Regions from separate parts of the Mus musculus genome. Here region 2 is linked to region 1. Evidence: chromatin contacts called from public HiChIP or PLAC-seq data. All regions are on one chromosome and are shown on one strand. The core of a region is the stretch at or near the end of the contact, and the rest is flanking DNA. Distances in the headings are between cores, read along the strand shown.

Evidence for each region. HiChIP or PLAC-seq counts read pairs in DNA pulled down with a chosen protein or histone mark.
Region 2: an HNF4G HiChIP or PLAC-seq map of pancreatic cancer cells shows a contact between it and region 1. The contact joins the promoter of Inpp1 here to the enhancer-like site in region 1. A contact is called at or near these places in 11 of 39 promoter capture datasets (the C10 cell line, the HPC-7 cell line, cranial neural crest and 8 more) and 1 of 115 datasets of contacts at active chromatin or transcription factors (pancreatic cancer cells).

What each region holds. Positions count from the first base shown.
Region 1 is chr1:52,453,056-52,456,247 of GRCm38.p6, forward strand. It overlaps Nab1 (Ngfi-A binding protein 1), which reads right to left. Exons shown (of 8, transcript NM_008667.3): 8 at 2,794-3,192. Among named protein-coding and RNA genes, the nearest start is that of Gm23460, 10 kb to the left of the region's middle. Within about 2 kb of position 1,831, at least 44 of the 459 cell types and tissues checked have an H3K27ac peak or open chromatin away from gene starts, as enhancers often do. A contact at or near this core is called in pancreatic cancer cells, where this site is marked.
Region 2 is chr1:52,815,511-52,818,986 of GRCm38.p6, forward strand. It overlaps Inpp1 (inositol polyphosphate-1-phosphatase), which reads right to left and starts at 2,178. Exons shown (of 6, transcript NM_008384.2): 1 at 1,892-2,178.

The DNA of each region.
Region 1 (3,192 bases), core at 581-3,080:
TTTTTTTTTTGACAGCTGCAGGCTACCACTCTCCACATACACTAATGACCCCAGAATTGTCCCAAACAAACTATTGAGTATCAAAGTTTCCTTTCTTAAATTTCCTTTGTAAAGCCTCTATTTTTCCTTGGTTCATAACAGTGGTTAATTTCTACCAATGATCACAAGCTGGACATTTAATCTACAAAGTCACTTCTAAAGATGGAAGTGTCTGTAGACGTGGGAAAAACTCAAGATCTTCAATGTCTTCACTTCCTAACCCAGTGCCAGGATGTTCAAGGCAAACAACTTAATAAATGTCTGAGTGAACAGTCCACACCTGCATATCCTCCACTCCATTTTCTCCATGCATTCAGTTTGAGCTCAGATTGGACAGCTCCAACAGCAGCCTCACACACCTCTTGCAGCAACCCACTTAAACCCTGTGGATGTCCTCGGAACACTCAAGAATCCAGCTTGTTTTATTTTAGGATATTTCTGATCTTCTCAAAGCCTCATTTCCTTAAGATGCTTCTAATTGTTTCCCAAGGGGTTGGATTCAGTCAGCACCCTCCTTGCCACCAGTTTCATCTCTAATCTTTAGAGATTTTCTACTTCATCTGTAACAGTATCTGCCTGTGTCTGTTTCACACCCCACCTTGGTGGTTCCAACATGCTAGTCACAAGCAGTTGGATCGTTTTACTTCTGGCTTCAACCTTGGATTCAACCTTCCCTGTGTTGATTTCCTTCAGAGAATCTCTGCCGGAATCTTGACACTTAGCTAACTGGCTCACACAGCTATCAATGTGATCATTTTTATGCATGTCTGGTGGTTTTGTCATATGTGAATATTTAAGTCTAATCTATAAGTAGTGTTTACTGTGCCATATTTATGTATCATGCTTGTCCTTAGATTTAAGGAATATTAGCATCAGAAGCATGGACTAGTCCAGGTGTATAGAAACCATTACTAACACCTTAGGGATGTGTCTTCTCATCTGCATAGCTGAGATGATAAATACTTACAGATTATGCCAATTAAATGTGAAGCTGTTGGCCCTGTGCCAGGAAACAGTAGATTTGTGACATCCCACTGTTGTAGTTCCCAGAAGTTTAAGAAGACTAATCTGTTCTAGGTCATGTGCCTCATGAGACAGAACTAGTCTTGTCTTTTAGTATGAAACCAAAGGAAAAAAATGAACTTTTCCCATGTAAACCAACCATCACTCATAAACTTAGTCTCGGCAAAAGAAACCCTTCATCCTTCCCATTTAAAACCTTGCAGTATCAAAGATGTTCTTTGAAAAATGAGGTGTTCCCCATTCATTTCACCCTTCATATTAATTCTAACTGGAAATTGCCATTAACTACCCTAAGAACTTTAGTTTAAGTATCTGTGATAGCCCAATCTCATCAAACACTCTGCCTTGTGCCTTATCAATAAAGCCGAAGAACCCGTGTTAGCTGATGCATGTAAAATGGATTCATACAATGAACACAGACACACTTTGATAACAGAAGACTGTCTGAAAGGGCAAGGATAGCCTTGTCAGCATCAATTGTGGGTGGGAACTCACTTTGTCTGAGTCAGGACCTGAGAGTAGGAGTATGCATGTCAGAGGGAGATAAAACTCAAATGGTGAAATTCAGCAGAGCCTGTGTGTGAGAACATCTTTATAAAGAAATCTTTTTGTCTGGGAAGGACGAGCGCAGGTTTGGTGCTAGACCACAGGTGACAGTTGATGATAGCATTTACCCTCAGAAAATTACCAAGCTTATGCTGAGTCAGTTACTGGCAGGACTCCACCTACACACACACTGCCTAAGCAGCTGCCTCTGTACTTAAGCCCAAGTGACCTGCCAAGAGAAGTGTCTGCAGCAGTTAGAAGAGAAGGGCATTCCTTGCTTGGATTATGTGTGGGTGCTAAATACGGCACTTGAAACCTACATCTATGAGGTGTAAATTTTTAATACAAAGATGACTCACAAGGTTTCACAATGTGTAAATATGAAGTACAGTCTAATTTATAATGTCATGGGTTCTTACCACAGCAACGCTGCTTATGGGGTTGATTAGCAAATTGTTTGGACTACCAGGAAACTTGGAATTTGACACTCCTTGGTTAACAGAGGAGACTCATGGGACTTTTTTTTTTTTTTTTAGCTTTTGTTGCTGCATTTCTATCTTGTACCAATGTTACCTGTATAACCTACATTTTGAAGCATCAGATTTTGATGGCAGCATCCAACATGACATTTCTTTGGAGTTGTAAAAAATCAAGTTGATACTTTGGAGAAGGCACAATGAAAAACTTAAATAGAGAGCAATTATAAAGATTTAAAAAAAATAGGGGCTGAGAACATAGCTTGGTGGCAGTGTTGATCTTGAATGCATGAGGTGCTGGGTTCAACTGTAGAATCATAAAAAGTGGATTAAAATTCTGGAACATAAAGTAGAATTTATGTTTTTCCCAGTTTCTAACAGTGCACATCTTTGTCTTGTGATGCTGTGTAGAATTTAAAACACTCTACTGAGAGTTTAGCAAAGGTAAGCAAACTGAAGAATGGTAAGTGGCAGTCAAGCACAGCCAGAATCCACTTTCCCACTGAGGTGTCTTAATTTGCCTGTGGCAATCAGGATGCACGGTGTACAGAAATTAAATAATCAGTGCTCACAAACCTAGTATCTTGTTTCAATTCTGAGCCAGCTCCACCAAGCTACCCTCTGCCCCACATGTATGCCACAGCATGTGTTAAACATGTCATGCACACACAATGAACACATTTTCAAAACAGGTAGATAACCCATGTTATACACTTGAATATGTACCATTTTTATTTACCAATTAATGTCTTTTCCTTTTGCAACTGAGTCTTCCTGTGTAGGCCAAACTCAAACTACAGTTGCCCCACCTCAACCTTCAAGGACTAATTAAAAGTGGGCATCATCACACTGGCCCAATTAACTACTTTAAAAATAGAAAATCAATGAAATATTTTAAAAATAAAAAGAGAAAGCTAATGGTAAGTAGCATGTCATGTGAATGCTAAAAAATCGAGTTTAGTGCTTGGTGAGTTATTTTTAAATGCTTCTGTTCTAGACATCATATTAAATCACTACAACAATATTAAACTTTTCCTTTGGTTGAGGGTGAACTGGCAGAAATGAGCCCTTTTATGTCTTACAAGTGAGATCTGGACATAAATGGAGC
Region 2 (3,476 bases), core at 928-3,427, 360 kb after region 1:
TGTGCATGCATTTGGAAGCCCAAAGCTGAAGTTTGGTGTCTCCATTTATTTATTGTAGCAGGGTCTCTCACTGAAGCTGGAGCTCACTACAGCTACCCTAGCTAGTCAGCCTGTCCTAAGAATCCACCTCTGCCTCCCGAATGCTGGTAGTGCTAGATGAAGGCTAGGCCTACCCACCTTTTGTATGGGTTCTTGAGACAGGGACTACTTCTTCAGTGAGCCATGCCCCTCCCCACCTCTGTCTAGCCTTCTACTATTATCTTCCATTGTTAGTAAACAGCTACGTTTAGGAAACACAACTCCATACTAATTGTGAGAAACAGGAAGCAACACTTTTATTTCCAAACTAACCCAGACAAAAGCCCAACATTGAGTCATTCTGAGCTTCTTAGGACACCCTAAGTATTTTAAGGAAGACATTTATACAAGACTCCCACCTGGGGAAAGTCCACATCTGTGCCACTCTTTAAAATGGAAGATGTTTGTTTTTAATTGATTACTTATTTATCTTTTAGGCAGTTTTGGTGTAACATGAAATAGAATAAAGCATCATTTTTCTAATTATTATTCAAGATCGAAGTAAAAGAGGAAATACCTATATAACGATTTACCTTTATTGCTTGTATTTTTATTGGCCTTCTGTGTCTAAAAATAAATTAGAATTTTTTCTCCAATTACTCCAAGTACAAGTATAATCTAAATGTGCAATAATGAACTTCACACTACAGAGTGAGAGTCTAAGGTGCAAGTGGTGGCTTAGTTCAAAAACTTGCAAAGAAGAGTTCTTAGTCTATTCAAAAACTGAAGTGTAACTTTATGTGTCTTACACAGTCTTCTTCATTGCTAAGAATTAACTGCAAAAGTATTATAAAAGTCCTTTAAATGTAAGTTCTTAAGAAAACAGCAAACAGGCACGTGCAGGGGTTAAAATCGGCTTTCCCGTTGCCTGTATTTTCCCTTTCATTCTGTACTTTCAGATGCCTGACTGAGGTCATCTTGCTAGTCCATCAGCCAAAAGTAGTCCCTGGGGTTGTTTTCTTCCTTAGATTGTTACCAGGTGGGTGGACCTAAGTCTTACCATCTGATTAAAACTGGGAATTAAGGGCAAGGAGCCAAAAAAGCAAAGCAAAACAAAACAAAACAGAAAGATTCATTCTGCATGGGATACATATATATTAAGAGTCCTGTCCGCACGGCCTCAAGCCGCAGTCCTTTTGACGCGAACACCCTCACACAGTGGGCAAACTTCCACGTGTTCCGGTCCTAGTTTTAAGGACAGAAATCTCCAAAGTACACACCGCGCTTGTTAACGTGTATTCCCTAGATTTTTCTTTCACACCTCATGTCTGACAGTCCATATGATTTTTACCAAAGCCAGGTTAGATAATTTAGATGACACCCTTCTATGCTGTCCACACCCACTGCCTAGACATGTCTCACAAAACCATACTTCAAAATGTAGAAAAAATATACCCCCGGACTGTTTAGTCTACACCCATCCAATGGGTCTCTAGAGACAGTCAACGTGGATCCACGTTAGAAGCATCTCTCAGGCAAACTGCTCCCCTACTTCTTGACAGCTACGCCACCTACCCGTGGAACCTGGGCCTCTGCTTCTGACCATTCTCAGATCACCTCATTCAACCTAGAGGCTAGTGGTAGGAATGGAAAGAACCGAGCAGAAGAAGCTACTCTGCGGGCGATTGGATTTCTTTCGGTGGCTTCTGCAGAGCTAAGGGGGCGGCGTGATCCGCGAGCTTAGCCTCTCGGTTCGGGGTTCGGGCTCTGTGTGGGTGGGCACGGGCAGGCCGGAGAGGCCTCGATGCAGCGACCCGGTACCTCGCAGGCCCAGGCGCCGAGGCCAGTAGCCTTCGGCCGGAGACCGACTCACCTGCCCTCTGCAGAGGCGATGGAGCGCGCGAGGCTCGCGGGGACCCAAATGCGCGGAGGTGGAGACGCTGGACACCGGGGAGGGGTGGCGAAAGCAGGAAAGCGGATTACCTAAGCGAGGATGCAGAGCCCCAAGGAGGATACAGCCTTTCCCAGAGAAACGGAAGAGGCGGAGGAGGGGCGAGAGAGGAGGAAGGGAGTGCCAACGCCTGGAGGTGGTCGCGCTGGGACCTGGCGCAATCCTCCTGTGGCGGGCACAGCCGGAGGGCAAGCCGCCAGGAAAACACCGGAGGTCACCGCAGCGAAGGCGGGGAGGCGCCCTGCCTCTCTTGGCTCCAGCAGTGCAGCCCAGTTTCTGCCAGGTCCCGGCCCCGCCTCTTTCCCCCGGGGCGGGTGGCCTCTTGCTTCTGGGGCGGGCGAGGGCATCCCACGCCAGCCAGCCTGAGTCTGGCCTCCGCGACGTCACAAGTGAAGCTTTGTCAATTTGCTTGAGAGGGCCAGAAAGGTCAGGGTTGCCTCAACCACAGTTCTTGGTGTGCATTGTTTCTTCAGAAGCACCCAAAAAGTCTTTGAGAATATTCCTCCTCCATTCATTTGAACCCTTGGTGTTATGGGTTTGACAGATGGTTTGAAGCTGTGAAGTTGGACTTCCTGCTAGAATGAGTCCCCCTGTTCTAATAGAAGCGTCTAGGTTCCTACATGTTTGTTTAGTCAAAGCAGTGTCTTCTGGACCTTATTAGTTGTGGGTCAAGGCCCAGCCAGGCAAGAAGCACATGTTGGGTGGGAAACTCATCTCTTGCTGCAACCCTTTTAAACTAATGCTCAGTGTGACTTAAAGATATAGTTGGGAGTGGTAGGTGGAAATAGAAATGGGTGGTGATGGACAAAGGGCAGCAAGGGTAAGAATTTTAAAAAGGGCAACATTCAACTTTGGGATAGAAGGGGCTCAGAGTCTCTGTGAGTGCTCTGGGCCCTTCTGTCCTGGTAAGATTTATCCGGCTTCCCTGTGATTTATTCTGTGGCTGGAACTGGGAAGCACTTCAACAATTCTAGCCTGCAGGCTTTCTCATCAACCTCTCCCCAAGCTCCCATTTATTTATGCGCAGTACTGCGATGGCACCTCACCCACTTCCATTCCCCATCCGCCTTCCATTCACTCACAGGTTCAGTGGATTCAGCCTTCTTTCTCACTTTTACTTTGTTTTGTTTTGTTTTTGGTAAGAGTCTCACTTTATAACCCTTGCTGGCCTCAAATTCGCTATCCTCCTGCTTCTGCCTTCTGGGTGCTGGGAGTACAGATGGGTGCTACCATGCCTAGATCCTCATATTGTCCTTTAGTTCCATTCTCTTAAGTCCATTCTTGGTGTTACAGCTGATATTAATTATGAAATCATATCCATGACAGCAAAATCAAGGAATAATATAAATGTGACATTTACCATAAGGAAATGGGAGTAGATTTGTATCTAGGAGCAGAACTGGGGAGGGGCTAGAGTAGGAGCTATGACTCTAGCCCATTTCTCTGCAGGTGCAGAGACCACCCTACAATACGTATCTCACTGGATCACTTGCTTGCTCTGATCTCT